Linked DNA regions of Sus scrofa: region 1 is linked to region 2. Evidence: chromatin contacts called from public Hi-C data. All regions are on one chromosome and are shown on one strand. The core of a region is the stretch at or near the end of the contact, and the rest is flanking DNA. Distances in the headings are between cores, read along the strand shown. Region 1 holds the start of HDAC7 (histone deacetylase 7). Region 2 holds the start of RAPGEF3 (rap guanine nucleotide exchange factor 3).

Region 1 (3,656 bases), core at 454-2,953, 52 kb before region 2:
GAGGGAACTCCAGGAGCCGAGGTAGAGAAATGGGAAAGCTTGAGAACAGGATGAGTTGCAACCAGTAGCCCAGCTTGTCTGCAATAATAATATTAGCAACTAACATCAGTGAGCTCTGGGTATGGGGAGGCACTGAGCAGGACTAGGTCTGGGGGAGCAGGAAGAGAGGTGTGGGTGCACTGTGGTGCCAAGCTGCAGGAAGCCTAGAATGCCAGGAAAGGAGTCTGTGAGGAAAAGTTAACAAGTGCAGAGGGGTTGGATCCGCCTGCTCAGGGAGCCCTGGGCCGAGGAAGAGGCCTGAGGTAGGAAGCAATAGCAACAGGTGGTGAGGCTGGAGCCCGGCTTGGGGGCAACACCGAATCTATGGTCAGAAGTTGGACCTTGACATGGGCGAGCCCTCCTAGGTCACCGTGGACTCTTGTTTCCCAGCTGACATGGCTCTGCCTCTGGCTCAGCCTCAATGTCTTCTGCAGAGTTGTGGCTCTGGGGCTCCCAGGATGGAGGGAGTAAGGATGGGGTGAGAGGGAAGCAGGGCTCTGCCTTCTGGGCTGTGAGCCTCCCACTACAGGAGTGCCCCGTGTTTCCCTTGCAGACCCCTCCGCTGTCCCGGAGCCGCAGGGTCGCGGACCCAGAGGATTCCCCGAGGAGGCGACTGGGCTGATAAGCCAGGCTGGGAGGTACAATGGCGAGGTCCCCAGGCTCCGACCCCCCGCCTCTGACCTCCTCATCCCGCTAAAAGGGACGGGGGCAGGGAGGGCTGCTGCGCACAGCCAGCCCGGAGCTGAGTTTATTAGCTGAGGGAGGGCTGGAGGCGGCTGCATTCCGACTCACAGACTGGAACATTTCTGTGATCCGCTGTAATGCACTGGGAGACACTGGGCACATTGCTGAAGTTTGACTCATAGGGACCGGGAGGGGGAAAGTGGGGGGGAGGGTGTGTGTGGGGGGAAGAGGAATGGGAGGAAGAGAGGAAGAGGAGAGGAGGGAAGGAAATCCCTTGAGAAATTTCTTTTAAAAAAGAAAACTTGCAAAATCCGCGCCACCCCCACCCCCTTTTTCTTTTAATAGGAACAGGCTGGACCCTTCGATTCCCCTCAGCAGGCGGGGGGGGGGGGCAGAGGGGGAGGCCTGGGCAGTGATTCAAATCAGATCCTGGAACTTTCCTCAGGCAAGTCCTGCTTGGGGCGGGGGGCTGGGGTGTCCGTCTGGGCTTCCTCGCCGGGACCGGGGACTCCTCGCGTGTCCCGCTGTCCCTAAGTGTAACTGTTGGCTGCCGGGCCGTACGTGCGTGTGTGCTGTGGGCGCGGGGGTCCCTCCCCGCAGCGTGTCTGTGTAAACGGCTCTGCCCGGGTAAACATGGATGGGTGCTCGCGTACGTGGTGTCTGCGAGGGTGCGTGCGCTCAGGTATCTGGGTTTCCGGGAATTGTGCGCGGGTCGCTGCGCCGCGCGGCGGCCGGGACTGGGCGGCAGCGCGGCGGCCGCGCGCGGGTCGGGGCCGAATCCCGCGTTCCGGGTTCGGCGCTGCCTCCCCGCGCTCTCCACGCGCTGGGTGTCCGCCGCCCGCCCGCGCGGGCGCCGCGCCGTGTCTGCGGGGTGGTGTGTCCCCGGGCCGCGAGCGCCTGCCCCCTCCCTCCCCTCCCCCTTGGCCCGCTCTCAGACTCAGATAAAGCATTTCCTTCCATTGTCATCCTACCCGGCCGGCCGGGCTGCCAGGGCCCTCCCCCTCCCGGCCCCCTCCCTTCCTCTCGCCGTCTCACAGTCGCTCCGCAGCCTCCGGCGACCGGGGGGATGTGAGGCCGGCGCCCCAGCCCCCCGCCCCGCCATGAGCCCCCCGCTCTGAGGGCCCCGGCCCCTGGATGCACAACCCCGGCGCTGGTGAGTACGGGGCTGCCGCCCCTCGCCCGCCCGCCCGCCCGCCCCGCCCTGCGCGCGGCACCCAGCGCCGCCCGCCCGGGCTCGGGCTCCAGCTCCGGCTTGGGCTCCGTGTGGCCCCGCGAGCCGGGCCCGGCCCGGCCAGCACCCCCACCCCCCCCTCCGTGCCCCCGACTGTGCCCGTCCCGCCCGGCCCCGCAGGGCTCAGGCAGGCTCCCGGCCTGGGCTGGTTCCGGGGCCGGAGGGCTCGGGCCTCCCGCGGGGCGCCCACATCCGCCCGCCCCGGGGCAGCGGCAGGCCCGAGAGAGGGAGTTGGAGGCCCCGGGCCGGCGGTGCAGTGGCCCGGCGTCCCATCACCCCCATTCGCGGTGGGGGTGGGGGGTGGGGGGTGGGGGGAGACGGACCAGGGGACCCGGGAGGGAGGGGCGGCCGCCGCGGCCCCGGGAGGGGGCGGTGCTCCGGGCGGAAGGTTTGGAAGCCCGAGGGCAAAGGGCAGGACCCACTGAGTTGGGGCCGGGCCCTTGGCGCTGGACCTCAGCGCCCCCAGCCCGCGGATCCCGCCGGACTGTACTCCGACCCCTCCTCTGGGGAAAGTGATCCTTGGGAGGGAGGGTCTCTGACGGCGAGGTTTCTCTGAGCACCGCCCCCCACCCTCGCTCACCCATCTGGGTGGAGAGACACCTGTGCCCGAGTGAGCTGGCGGGGCGCGGGAAGGTGGGGACCTCAGGCTGTGTAGTGAGTGTTGGGGGACAGGATGTGCGCCCCCCAGGCCTGAGATCCGTTGGTTCTGGGGAGTGTGAGAGCAGGCAGCAAATCTGGCCGCTGGGCTGGCCTCTGACGCCCAAAGTTTCTAGGCCTGTGAGCTGGGAGAGAGAGCCCTCTGGGTTTGCAGGCTCCCCAGCTCCCCCCCACCCCCCGCCCCATTTCCTTCCCTCTGGCTGCCCAGGCTGCCCGTTCGAATCCGACCTCACCAGCCATTGGTGCCCTTCCCACCAAGTCCTGGTCATTCCCTTGTCCCTGCTGGCTGTCCTGCATACACGAGGCCTCCTCCTGCGTCTGGACACTGGCTGTCTTGCTGCTGCCCCCCCATTCAACATCTGCCTGAGGCCCAGCTCTGCCTGTCAGTCTCAGTGGCCTTCCTGGGAACTCAACATCTGGACTCCTCAGCCTGTTCCCTGGACTTGGACCTGTACCCGTGGGGTCCTTCCTCAGGATCCCTGCCAGCTGCTGGGCTGAAAGAAAGGAGAATGTGGCTTAGTTCCCTACCCTCTAGTGTGCTACTTTGGTGGCCCATCTGTTCCCTGTGGGACCCCGTAGGCCAGGTCCTCTGAGTGGCTTAGGCTGCCACATACACTCCTCTCCTCACACCAGCCTTCTTGGAAGCTCCTTTTCCTGCTTCTGCAAGACACCTCTTAGCTCCTCATTGCTCAGCATCTCATTCTCCCTCCTCTCTGCTCTGTTCCCTCTACCCACCTGATGGAAGAAGTAATTTTCTGATTCTGTAGAGTCACTTCTGGGGAACTTAAAGCACAAAGCAGGCTCACTGTGTTGTTTCCAGTGAACCTGAACTGGAACCGGGTCCTGGACCCACTGGGACTCCTCCCCTTGCCTTTGGTCCCCTGATGTTTTTCATACCCCGAATGGCCAGGCTCCAAGCTGCTTCTTGGTGTTTCAGCTGGACTGGCCCCGGGGCAGTGTCCTCCTGAGGTCTCTGTGTTCCTTAGCTTGAGCCCAGGGGTGGGTATCTCTCTAGCCCCAAGTCTTAAGCTGTGATCCTGGGGAT
Region 2 (3,509 bases), core at 480-2,979:
CGGCGCCGTGTCTGAGTCCTCCCCTCCATCTAATTCATTAGCAGGCACAGCTGGGTCTGCGCTGCCCTTTCTCTCCATCTCCCTGTCACCACCCTAGCCCAGGTCCCACCAGCATCCCCTGTCCACTTGTAGCAGCTTCCTAACTGGTCTCTTCCTCTGCTCATTCTTCCCCTTCCACGCCATTCTCCAGCCAGCTGCTGGAATAGTCTTTTAAAAAGAACAACCAGGAGTTCCCATTGTGGCTCCGTGGTAACGAAGCTGACTAGTATCCATGAGGATGTGGGTTCCATCCCTGGCTCCGATAAGTGGGTTAAGGATCCAGTGTTGCCGTGAGCTGTGGTATAGGTCGAAGATGCCGCTCAGATCCTGCATGGTTGTGGCTGTGGTGTAGACTGGCAGCTGTAGCTCCTATCTGACTCCTAGCCTGGGAACTTTCATATGCCACAGGTGCAGCCCTGAAAAGACAAAAACAAATGAGAACATGACACTCCTCTGCTTAAATCCTTCCAGTAGCTTCCATAGCAATGTGGGTAGACAAATTAGAGCCTTGCCAACTCCAGCTGCTCTCACCTCTGCCTGTTTCACTTTGGGCACACTGGCCTTCTTTCTGTTTCTCAAATGCGCCAAGCATGTTCCTACCCTGGTCTCTGTAAATTTGTGCCTGGAAAGCTCTCCTCTGAGTGCTCGTGAGATTGGTCCCTGATCATTCAAGCTTCAGCTCACATGCTACTTCCTCAGAGAGGCAATCCTTTCCTCCCTCTCTAAGGTACAATCCCCCCCCACCTTATATCTTGTCTTAAGTGATATCGCTATGTGAAACTCTCTTGGAGTTCCCTGGTGGCTCAGTGGGTTAAGCATAGGGCATTGTCACTGCTGGTGCATGGGTTTGATCCCTGGCCCAGAAACTCCTGCATGCTGCACTTGTGTGTTTGTTTGCTTTGTTTTGTCTTCTGGGGGCTGAACTTGTGGCATATGGAGGTTCCCAGGCTAGGGGTCAAATCGGAGCTGCTGCTGCCAGCCTACGCCACAGCCACAGCACCACACCAGATCTGAGCCGTGTCTGTGACCTACACCACAGCTCACGGCAGTGCTGGCTCCTCAACCCACTTACTGGGGCCAGGGATCAAACCTGCATTCTCACAGGCACTAGTCGGATTCGTTCCTGCTGAGCCACAAATTGCGTATTTGTTTATCCTTTCCACCCCCACCCTTTCCATCCTGTCGAAATAAAACCAACAGGAGCGCAGGGGCTTTATCTGTAAGGGAGCAACTCCTCTCAGTTTGCCTGGGACTGTCCTGGCTTTATCACTACGAGTCCAACTTCCAGGAAACCCCTTAGTCTAGGAAGAACTTTGACGCATTTGTCACTCCATTGCCTGCCTTGCTCATTTCTCATTCCCTGTTTCCAGTCTAATGCCACGGGCTTAGGCAGGAACTCAACAAATATTTGTGGAATAACGGAGAGAATGGCTGGCGGTCCAGAAAGAATTCTTTGATCCTGGCTCTAGGAGGCAGCCTTCTCCAATCTTGTGCCTTGAGACCCAGCTCTGCAAAGTTGGGCTAAAAATCTCCTGTGCATGAATGTAGGTGGTGGTTGCCACAAGATTTCCTCCAGACTTTGCCCAACCCCTTGCCTCTGTGGAGTTCAAGGCTGAGGACCCTGGGTAAGGCAGCCCGAGGCTGTGCCTGACACAGAGGTGGATCCCCTGGCCCCACCTCTTTGCCCTTCTGCAGCTTTGTCTTCCTCTTGAGGTCAGGCTTATAGACCACAGAACAGAAAGGACTGTTGGAGGGCGGAGGAGCAGGTGGCTCACTGCAGGAAGAAGGTGGCCCCATCATGAGCATCTCAGGCTGCCCAGGCTGCGGGAAGTAATCCCCAGTTGAGGAATCAGATCTGGGCAGGGTCACCCTGGCCTCTTCCCCCTGCCCAGTGCTGCTCCCTAGGGGTGTGGCTGCCTTCTGTCCCTGCAGGGGGACGTCTTCACTTCTGACGGCTAGAGTGAAACCGCTCAGTCTGGCTTCTCACTGAGACCCCACTTCCTCTGCCTGCCCAGTGACAACCTGTGGGTCCACGCAGAGGGCAGGACGCTGAGTGAGAAGATGCTGAGCGGAAGCAGCAGGTCTTTAAGCTCCAGAGCTGGCTAAGCATCAGAGACCGCCAAGTGTGGGGAGGGAGGACGTGTGTGCGTGTGTGAGATCACCGTGGCCGCAGCGTTTGGAAGGGGCACCAGGGAGGGCCTGGGGCTCGGGCCTGCTTGCATCTCCGGGTCTTCTGGTGACCTCCATCTCCTGACTCGACCCCCCGATCACAGGTACCTCCTGCAACTCTCTTTTCCTTTCCTTTTCACCATGGGGTTGTTGTTGGGCGAGGGAAGAGAAAGGAAGAGGAAGAGAGAGAGATGAAGCCAGGAGTTCACCTCTGCATGGACTGGAGCCTGGGGCCATGGGGAGTGAGAAAATATGAAGGCTGAGGGCAGGAGGGGACAGCATTAACTGTACCTAAAGGACAAAGCCTGGCACAGGGATTAGTACATATTCGTATTTAGATTTGAGTCTGGGGATTGGATTTATGATATGACAAAGTCATCGCGGAGGCTCGATCAGTACATGTGGGAGCCCCCCCCCAACTCCAGCTATAAGGGCACTGGGTGCAATCAAGAAACCAGAAGTGAGATTGTCACCTGTGCTTAGTCCAGAGCGTGGGACCCAGACATACCACCCTAGAGAGGTTCCAGGTGCCACACGTGAAGGTGCTTCCTGGAGGAGGAAGACGGTGGGTTAGAGACGGACTGAGGCAGGGCGAGGGACAGGGATGTGTCAAGAAGCGAGTGGAGGAGTTCCTGTCGTGGCTGAGTGGCTAACGAATCCGACTAGGAACCATGAGGTTGCGGGTTGGATCCCTGGCCTTGCTCAGTGGGTTAAGGATCTGGCGTTGCCGAGAGCTGTGGTGTAGGTGGAAGACATGGCTCACATCTGGCGTTGCTGTGGCTGTGGTGTAGGCCTGTGGCTACAGCTCCGATTAGACCCCTAGCGTGGGAACCTCCATATGCTGCGGGTGCGGCCCTAAAAAGGCAAAAAAAAAAAAAAAAAGAAGTGAGTAGAAAGAAGGCAGACCTGAGGAAGCTGTGAGGGAAGCTAAAGGACCCATGGCGGGAGAGAGGGAGATGAGTTCACCCTCTTAACTCCAGAAGCCTCTGTGCCCACCGCCCTGGCTGTGCCAAGCATGCAGCCTGGGGCAAGGCAGCACCAGGTCCTGCCTGCAGGGGGCCCACGTTCTCTTGGAGGAGGAATGAATACTAATAATTCAGCAATTGCAGAGAAATTTCTAATTTCAGTTGTGGTGAGTGCCAGGCGTGTGACAGGAAAACGGGGCCCTGCCGGAGGAGCTGACACAGGCTGGGCTCTGTCGGGAGAGAACTGGTCTGGGGGCACAGTGGGTGAGAAACCGCTGCTTTGCCCAGTGCCCAGGACCCCAGCCACCACCACCTGCTGAGGCCTGAGGAGCTGGG

The links. Hi-C and Micro-C count contacts between places; a contact is called where the count stands out from the background.
Region 1: a contact with region 2 is called in a Hi-C map of liver, with 1.7 times the contacts expected there. A contact is called at or near these places in 1 of 47 Hi-C or Micro-C datasets (liver) and 2 of 2 datasets of targeted methods (alveolar macrophages and skeletal muscle).

The regions. Positions count from the first base shown.
Region 1 is chr5:78,184,098-78,187,753 of Sscrofa11.1, reverse strand. HDAC7 (histone deacetylase 7) reads left to right here and starts at 1,703. Exons shown (of 27, transcript XM_021092604.1): 1 at 1,703-1,876. The coding sequence starts at 1,858.
Region 2 is chr5:78,132,370-78,135,878 of Sscrofa11.1, reverse strand. It overlaps RAPGEF3 (rap guanine nucleotide exchange factor 3), which reads left to right and starts at 1,729. Exons shown (of 28, transcript XM_021092600.1): 1 at 1,729-2,312.